Linked DNA regions of Mus musculus: region 1 is linked to region 2. The links are chromatin contacts, called in public HiChIP or PLAC-seq maps. All regions are on one chromosome and are shown on one strand. The core of a region is the stretch at or near the end of the contact, and the rest is flanking DNA. Distances in the headings are between cores, read along the strand shown.

The links. HiChIP or PLAC-seq counts read pairs in DNA pulled down with a chosen protein or histone mark.
Region 1: an H3K4me3 HiChIP or PLAC-seq map of embryonic midbrain shows a contact between it and region 2, with 2.1 times the contacts expected there. The contact joins the promoter of 4930429H19Rik here to the enhancer-like site in region 2. A contact is called at or near these places in 5 of 39 promoter capture datasets (frontonasal cranial neural crest, liver, second pharyngeal arch cranial neural crest and 2 more), 1 of 484 Hi-C or Micro-C datasets (nephron progenitors), 3 of 115 datasets of contacts at active chromatin or transcription factors (embryonic midbrain and embryonic stem cells) and 2 of 9 other capture datasets (embryonic stem cells and pancreatic islet).

Annotation. Positions count from the first base shown.
Region 1 is chr7:73,309,111-73,312,708 of GRCm38.p6, forward strand. 4930429H19Rik (RIKEN cDNA 4930429H19 gene) reads left to right here and starts at 1,270. Exons shown (of 3, transcript NR_105062.1): 1 at 1,270-2,745.
Region 2 is chr7:73,397,744-73,401,652 of GRCm38.p6, forward strand. All of the region lies in intron 2 of Rgma (repulsive guidance molecule family member A), which reads left to right. LOC115486533 (a long non-coding RNA gene) reads left to right here. Exons shown (of 2, transcript XR_003946803.1): 2 at 1-3,909. Among named protein-coding and RNA genes, the nearest start is that of A730056A06Rik, 24 kb to the left of the region's middle. Within about 2 kb of position 1,943, at least 133 of the 459 cell types and tissues checked have an H3K27ac peak or open chromatin away from gene starts, as enhancers often do. A contact at or near this core is called in stem cell-derived epiblast-like cells and trophoblast stem cells, where this site is marked.

The sequences.
Region 1 (3,598 bases), core at 20-2,519, 89 kb before region 2:
GGCTATGAATAGCATGTTATTCCATGAGAGGGACTTCTGTGACTATTAGTCCCTCCTTCTGTCAACCACCCCTGAAAGCTAAGCACGAGGGCTCCCAGTGTCCCCACTTTCCACCAAGGCTCCGGGGAAAGACACAGAGATGGAGATGGTGATAAAAGCAGGCCCGGGCCCTCATTCACTCAGTTCTACCAACCTTTCCGATGGCACCAAGTTGCCCAAGAGCTAGACAGGGCAAAGAAGCAAACAGGAGGTAAGAGGCAACTCTTATGGAAAACCATAAATGCTTCCAGCAGTCCTCCTGGAATACGGATTGATATGAAAGTCATCATGCCTAGTTCTCACAGATTCCAGGTCATACACATCCAGAATACAATGCAGCCAGGCCCAGCAGTTCCTCGTAGGCCAAACACACTACTGCAAACTTGCTTCCCAGGTGATTTGTTATGGGTGGGAACCCTAATCTAGCTACAACTCAATTTAACCATCGGTAATTCCAGCAGAGAGCTTTGAGCTTGTTTGGTGCAGGGGAATTGCCTTTTGAAACAACAGTCTGGAGGCATGCCAAGCCAAGATGTAGCCACAGTTTACCTAGGGCATCAGACAGTGTGTTATTATTTCCTGTAGCCATACCTGACTCTGGCGTGGAGCTATGGACTCTGCAAGGAAGAGTTATGTCCTCCTCATCTGAAGAGAAGCCAGGCTGGTAGGAAGTGTGAGCAAGTGTGTCCTGATAACATCAGGGAGAAGGCAGCATCCAATGGCTTTGACTTTCCATCGATTGGAAAATAAGCAGTCACTGAAAAGCCAGGGCGTCCTAGCATATCTCCAAAACACAAAGGTTCGCGTTCAGTATGTGTCTGTATCTCTGTCCCCTTTTCTCCCTTTACCTAGATGTCTCTCCGTCTTTGGAATTCCCAGAGATGCCTATGAATGTGAGTGCCCTGTCACAGAGCTTCTGAGTTTGAATTCTCACATGGGTTTCTGTCAGGCTCCATCTGCTTCCAGAACTGTGTGCAAACACTTACATCCAAAACCCAGAAAAAAAGGAGGGGAGACATAAAACATTTTTATTTGTTCTGACCAGAAAAGACATATGATCCAGATTGTGTGAAAGAAAGACCGAAAAAGAAAGGGAAACAGATTGTCGGTCCTGGTCACGGCCCACAAGGAGCCTCTCATGCCCAAACAGAGAGGTGCCTGCCTACGAGTAAACCAAGACGCAGCGCGTATCCCACGCCCGACAATGCAACATTCTGAACCACTTCCCTCATACAGACCCGGGATGACATTTTGACTTTCTAACTTGTTGCTGTATGGGATTGAACAAATCATTTAGCCTGAGACTGTTCCCTGCTTTGTACAACAGTGCCTAGGAAATGCTAATGAGAAAACGGGAGTGGTAGCGATAACGGTAATAGTGATAATGCTGCTAGTGGAGGAAAGATGGCGACGGTGGTGATGATTCCGTCAAGATGTGATGGTGGCGATAACAGTAGTGGCCGCGTAGATGGTACAGAGATGATGGTGATGCTGGTAGAGGTGGAGACAGCAGGAGTAGTGATGACGACAGCGGTGATGGAGGCCATGGTGGCGGCTGCAGGGTAACCCTGTGATCCGTGCTGGTGTTCGTGGTAGTCCGTGGTGGTGGTAGCAGAGGCAATAATGACAATAGCTAAGGTGGCGGTGGTGGTGTTAGCCGGAGGTGGTAACAGTGGTGACGGTGGAGATGGTAACTATGGCAGAAGTAATGGTAGTGTTAGAGGTGGTGTGGGCGAAGGCTTTGGTGGTGAAAACAGAGCGACTGTTGGTGGGAGCGACTGTGGAAGCCATGGTTGCCATAGTGCTCTTGGAAGTGGGAGGGGCTATGTAAGCTTGCTCTTTCAGATGCTTTCCCCAGTTTGGTTGCCCTTTAGCAGGACCAGACCAGTCAGTGACAATGTGTCTCTACCTTTCAGAGACATTTCTCCCTAGAGGACTTTCAGAGTCACCATTACATGCTGCAAACCCTTCAGCCCAAGTCAAATAGAACCTAGGTGTGATTTTTAACTCCTCAGTCCTCAGCAAATGGAGCCCAGGCCACCTTCAGGGCTGGGGAAGTGCTGTGTCTCCTCCTCCCGATCTTTCCACTTCTCGCCTCCCACAGGGCCTTTCCACGTTCTCCCCTTCTCCGGTTCACTCTGAAAACCTGACGTCTTGCTGACTCTCTGATGAAAAAAGCAAGAGAGAACACTAAAATACAGATCTCTCTCACCAAAGCCTTCCTCTCCCTGTCCCAGCTACATAACATTTCAACGAGGTTTGAAAAACAAACTGGGAACCAAGGTGCATCTCCTACTCAACAAACTGGAGTTCCAAGAATTTTGAGTCAAGGGCTGAGTGACAATTTATCTGTAGTGAGATCTCTCTCTTTTTTTTTCCAGTACATACTAATTGTATAAAATAATGGTTTTTATTGTGACGAATTTCACACATGCATGTAACACTTTTGAGTAACCCATTTTGAGAATGTTAACTGAGAGCTCCTTTCACTCTTACACAAAAGGTTCTGAAGAACCGAACCGTGAAGCAATTTTGCAGAAACTGTGTTCTGTGGAGGTTTGGGGAAGTATCGGACAGTGGGGATATGAGAGCTGAGTTGGGACCCAAGCTCAAGTCCGAAGCCATGACCAGCAATCCATGCCGTCTCTCACCCCTCCATCTCGCATCTGCATCGCATCTGCAAACTGGGCATTAATCTACACAAAGGTGAAAAGTCGATTTGTAAATGGTGACGGACTCTATAAACATGGGGAGTTTGTTTATTCTCTGGTTCACATAAACATCTTTACTTTTACTTTTATGAAAGTTGTGGGTCTCAGACTGAACTCAATCGTTTTGCATAGCTGGGCATGATGCTGCCCTTCTGACCCTCGCCTCTGCCTCCTAACTGCTGGGGTTACAGGTATGTGCCACCATGCCTGGCTTATGTGTAACTGGGAATTTAACCCCAGGCTTCATTCACGCTAGGCAAGCTTGATCAATTGATCGCTATCCCAAACCCTGAACATAAAGAAAATAAACTTTCTTTCTTTAAGCAAAGGTGTGGCTCCCAGCTGTCCCCATGTGACATCACTGAGCCAACCTCATTCCGTTCCCAAGCACTTTCCTGGGCCCTAGTTTATAATAAGCTCAGTCTTAAGAGAGGGTCTGGGTAGGTCGTCAGTCGTCTTGTCCTGAGCTCTGGCTTGTGATAGAGGTTATCTGAGGCCTCTGGGGTACGTGGACACGTATGTTCATCTTTCTGGGCTTGGCAATCTCTTCTTGGGGAACATTCCTATATCCTTTCTAATAACCCCTTCCCAGTGGCCTGTGTGTTTTATAGGGCAGAGTGAAAAGAGTGAACCAAAAACACCAGAAAGAACAACTGAGCGTCTCAGAGAAGAGATCCTTACAATCTGTTCCCAGGGAGATGCCCGGCAGAGTGTCACAATTCCAGAACTCTCTGCGTTAGGCAATCGTGCAGCCTCTGAGGCTTTTCCTTCTACCCACAATGCCCTCTTTCTAGCCTCCTGACCCGGGGTCATGTGATTTCAGACACTGAACATCATCCTGCCTGCAG
Region 2 (3,909 bases), core at 693-3,192:
CCCAAAGGCCTTTCCTGTCCTTTCTGGTCCTCTAACTTTGGTTTCCAAGATGGAAACCTGGTCAGGGGGACAAGGCTGAGAGCAAAAGGGAGCTTTGGGGCACTGTCACGGGGCAGGGAGACATGCCAGCAGGGGTTCAGTGATGACTCCTGACCTGTTTCACTCATGCTAGGACACCTAGACACTTACTACAGGGCCATTCTACATAGAAAGGAGTTCAGCGTTGTGCCTCCCACCTGGATACCAGCCTGGCATGCGCTCTTCCAGTACCTGCAGACTGCAGGGAGGGAGACAGTGTGCCTCTGTGGTGGGTTTTTGTTTCTTTTTTTCTTTTCTTCTCCTCAGAGGTGTTTTGACCTGCCGCTGAGCACAAAAGCCTAGATGGCTGGAAGCAAAGTCCTGACTATAAAGCTGTCACCTCAGGTGTGAGCCTGGAGTTAGTAACAGGGGTCATGCTTCAACCAGAACCACCACAGCTCTCACCTGCAGCTTCATTGTCCTGGGAAAACCTTTCTTACCTCCCTTACCACTCGTGCCCAGGGCTGTTTTATTTCTCCCCCAAAGCAGGATGTTCCTGGGGTGAGGACCTTGTCCCTTTGCTTGACCCCCTATGGGCCCGTTACCCAGGCGTGCTCTCAGCCTTCGGTTGATAGGCAGCCTATGCCCTCCCACTATAGGGCGGAGTCAGGGCTTTCCACGCCCACCCTTCTTGCTCAAGCGCTGTTTCTCCACGGCTCCTGTGGGAGCTGGGGAGGGTGGCCTGTTTGGAAAGCTGAGGTGTGCCCTTCTCCTTGGCAGTCAGTCATCAAGGGTGCTTGCAACAACTTGGCATGTGTGGAGGCTGAGGCAGGGCAGCCTTGGCAGGGTGTGACGGAGGAGGCAGTACTGTCCTGCCCCCGGCTCTAGGAGTGGCACTTAGCCACTTCTGTCCACGCTGGGTAGGCAGTGAGTTCACCCTCCAGGGCCCGGCCCCCCAACAATTTTGCCTTCTCTTCCTGGGTCACCTGAGGTTTTCCCCAAAGCTCCCTTTTGCTCTCAGCCTTGTCCCCCTGACCAGACTCGGAAGGAAGCACGTACAATTCCCAGTAGAGCTAACGGGTGGGAAACACATTGCCATAAAGTGGCGGTTCTGGGGCCCTTAGGCTGCCTGGCCCTGGAATGTCACCCAGGAGCGGTGATCCCTTCTAGGATCTGCAGTGATAGATTAAGTGAGGCAGGCTACGCAGCACCTGGGAAAAAATCCAGTCTGCTGGGTGTGTCCCTCTCAGGATCTGGGGCCAAACACCTGGGTGTTTACGCCAGGATGATTGAGTGAAATTCTTGCAGGAGCGGCGCCAACAGGGAGCCTCGGGCATCTGTCCTTGTCCCGTAACACCCCCACTCCATCCCCACGCCCACCAAGATTCATTACTGTGGGACTAGAATAAGCAGGAGACCCCTACTTAGTGCCCTTCCCCTACCTCCTTCAGGATGCTGATGCGACCCGTTTCCAGAATCCTATCTAAGGTCTGCTTCCCGCACTAGGTGGACAGTGAGGAAAGGGACACGGAGACTTCAGACTTCAGGGTTGGCCCCTCCCCGAGGCAGGCAGACTTATAGAAGATTCCTTCCACCCGCCTGTGTCCTAACTGAAGCTATTGCCTCTTAAGTCCTACTGTTCACTAAGATAGAGCACCGGTGCTGGGGCTGCCTGCCGCTGGGGCTTTCTTTCGGAGCTCGTCACTGGCTGAGGTCATCTTGCAGGTGCTTCATTCCTAGGCTTGCCAGGAAGGTGAACTCCCCTCCCCCTCCCAAGGGCGGTTCCACCGAGGGAGCTAAGCTTGGGAACCGTAAGGTTCCAAAAGGCCGAGGCACACAGCAGGACACCGCTTACACTTCAGAGTGCCAAGTGACAAAGGGAACAGAAAGAGCTTGCTGAGCTTACAGTACCTCAGAGCCACTCACATGCAAAGAAGCTAGAGGCCGGAGGAGAGCAGAAGGGTGGTGGGAACGCCAGCAGTGGCGACTCCAGGGACACCTTTCCTTTTTCATCTAGTGCCCCCTGGTGGCAGAATCTATCAGGATGCCAGCCGATTAGCGGGCGTGGGGGCTGGGAGGGGGACGGGACGATTCCTGTTGCACCGGCAAAGGGCAGTGATTTGAAGTTGGGCAATAGCTGCCTCTTGAGAGTCTTCACTGATAAGGCCATGCCTCCATCCAGACTTAGATGAAACATTCCAGAATTCGTTAAGGCCAGCCCCACCTAAGCACAGAGTGTGTTCCGAGAACGGCGTCCATCACAGTTCCCAGCGCACATCAGGAGCCAGATCTCCGAGCAAGTAAATCAGTTCAGACAGTCGCTGTGCAGGCAGAGTTGGAAACGTCTTGACCCTGGAGCTTATGTTCCAAGGGATACTTACCTCTTTAAGAGAAGGCAAGGCTGTCTCCCTCCCGTAGTACCCTGCCCCTCCCCTAGGCCTCTGAAACCTGATCTAATCCCTTTGCACGCGGGTAATTTATTGGTCTATTGGGCTTTTCTTGGTGGCAAATTACATTGTCTTTATTCCTAGGCTCTGGCCCCGGAGTGCCTCGAGGAATTCCTAAGACTCCTTTCTCATGGTTGATCCTTCACACCCCCTCTGGGCCCCGGCAAAATAAGTTTTATTGGGATGCTTTGTCATGCAAACAGGGTGGTAATAAGCAGGCTATTATTCCGAAAGATTGGGCTTGATTAACAGCTCAAAGGAGGACTTGAGAACAAACGGATCTGTTGCTGTACTAGCAGAGCAGATTTTTTTTTCCTTATCATGCGGGTCCATTTAGTATTCTGAGATCCTGCTTTGACTTTCTGCCTCCCAGAGGGGTTGCCATCCACCGAAAAGTAATGACATCTGAGCCTGAGCCATGTGGCTCAATCCAATTGGGAGGCACTGTGGAGCTCTACCTTTAAAATGTGAGTGGCCAGCTATGAGCGCATACATGCTCCCTGAACCCTGGATACATGGGAGACCCAGGGTTCCACCAGACAGAGTTGGACACAGGTGGGGTTGGGCGGGGCGCGGTGTACGCATGACATCTGAAGTCTCAAAAGATGCTTTCAGTGTGAGTGCTGTTCTCGGAACACACTCTATGCTTAGGCGGGGCTAGCCTTACAAATTCTGGAATGTTGCATGATGGTATCAGCAAAGATTATCAAGAGGTGCAATTCACCGGGTAGTGTGAGAGTCAACAGGGACCCAAGAAGCTTCCTCAGCCCCACAGTGATTAGAAATAGAAGAACTGAGTGAGAGAAAGACAGAATCAAGATGAGGAGGGCCTGTTTATGGGAGATTGATGGACCGATGCGGGAAAGATGTGTCCTGTAGCCACCTTCCTGAGGCCCTGAATGAAGCTGGCCAGGTTACTCAAGGCTCCCAGAGGAGCAGCTGCCAGAGAAGGTAGCACGGAGAAGGAAGCCTGGGGCACCTCTGTGTATATCAGATACCGAAAGTGGGGTGGGGCCATTACATTTTAGCCTAGATCTGGGGGGTTCTACAGGAGGGCACGGAAAGAACTCCCCGAGAAGCAGCTGGAAGCATCCGGGACAGGAAGCACCCTTTCTGCCCTAGCGATTTTAGGACATGTTCAGGGGGTTCCTGTGGGTGAGTCCAGACAGGGCCACCGTTTCTGCAGGCCTATGGACTCTCTTGGTCCAGATATCATTCTCAAGATTATAGCTGAAGATTGGAGGGTTAATGATAGTTCAAGACAAACAGTGCCTTCGGCTGAGCTTGTGAAGGGGGCCAAGATCCGTGAGGCACCTTTGTACTTAGATGAGGTAATTCTCCAGGTCCCAGGTCGTGAGAGTCAAAGGGGACCCCAGGAGGTTCCTCAGCCCCAGAATGATTAGAAATAGAAAAACAGGGTTGCTGAATGGCTCAGAAGGGTGAA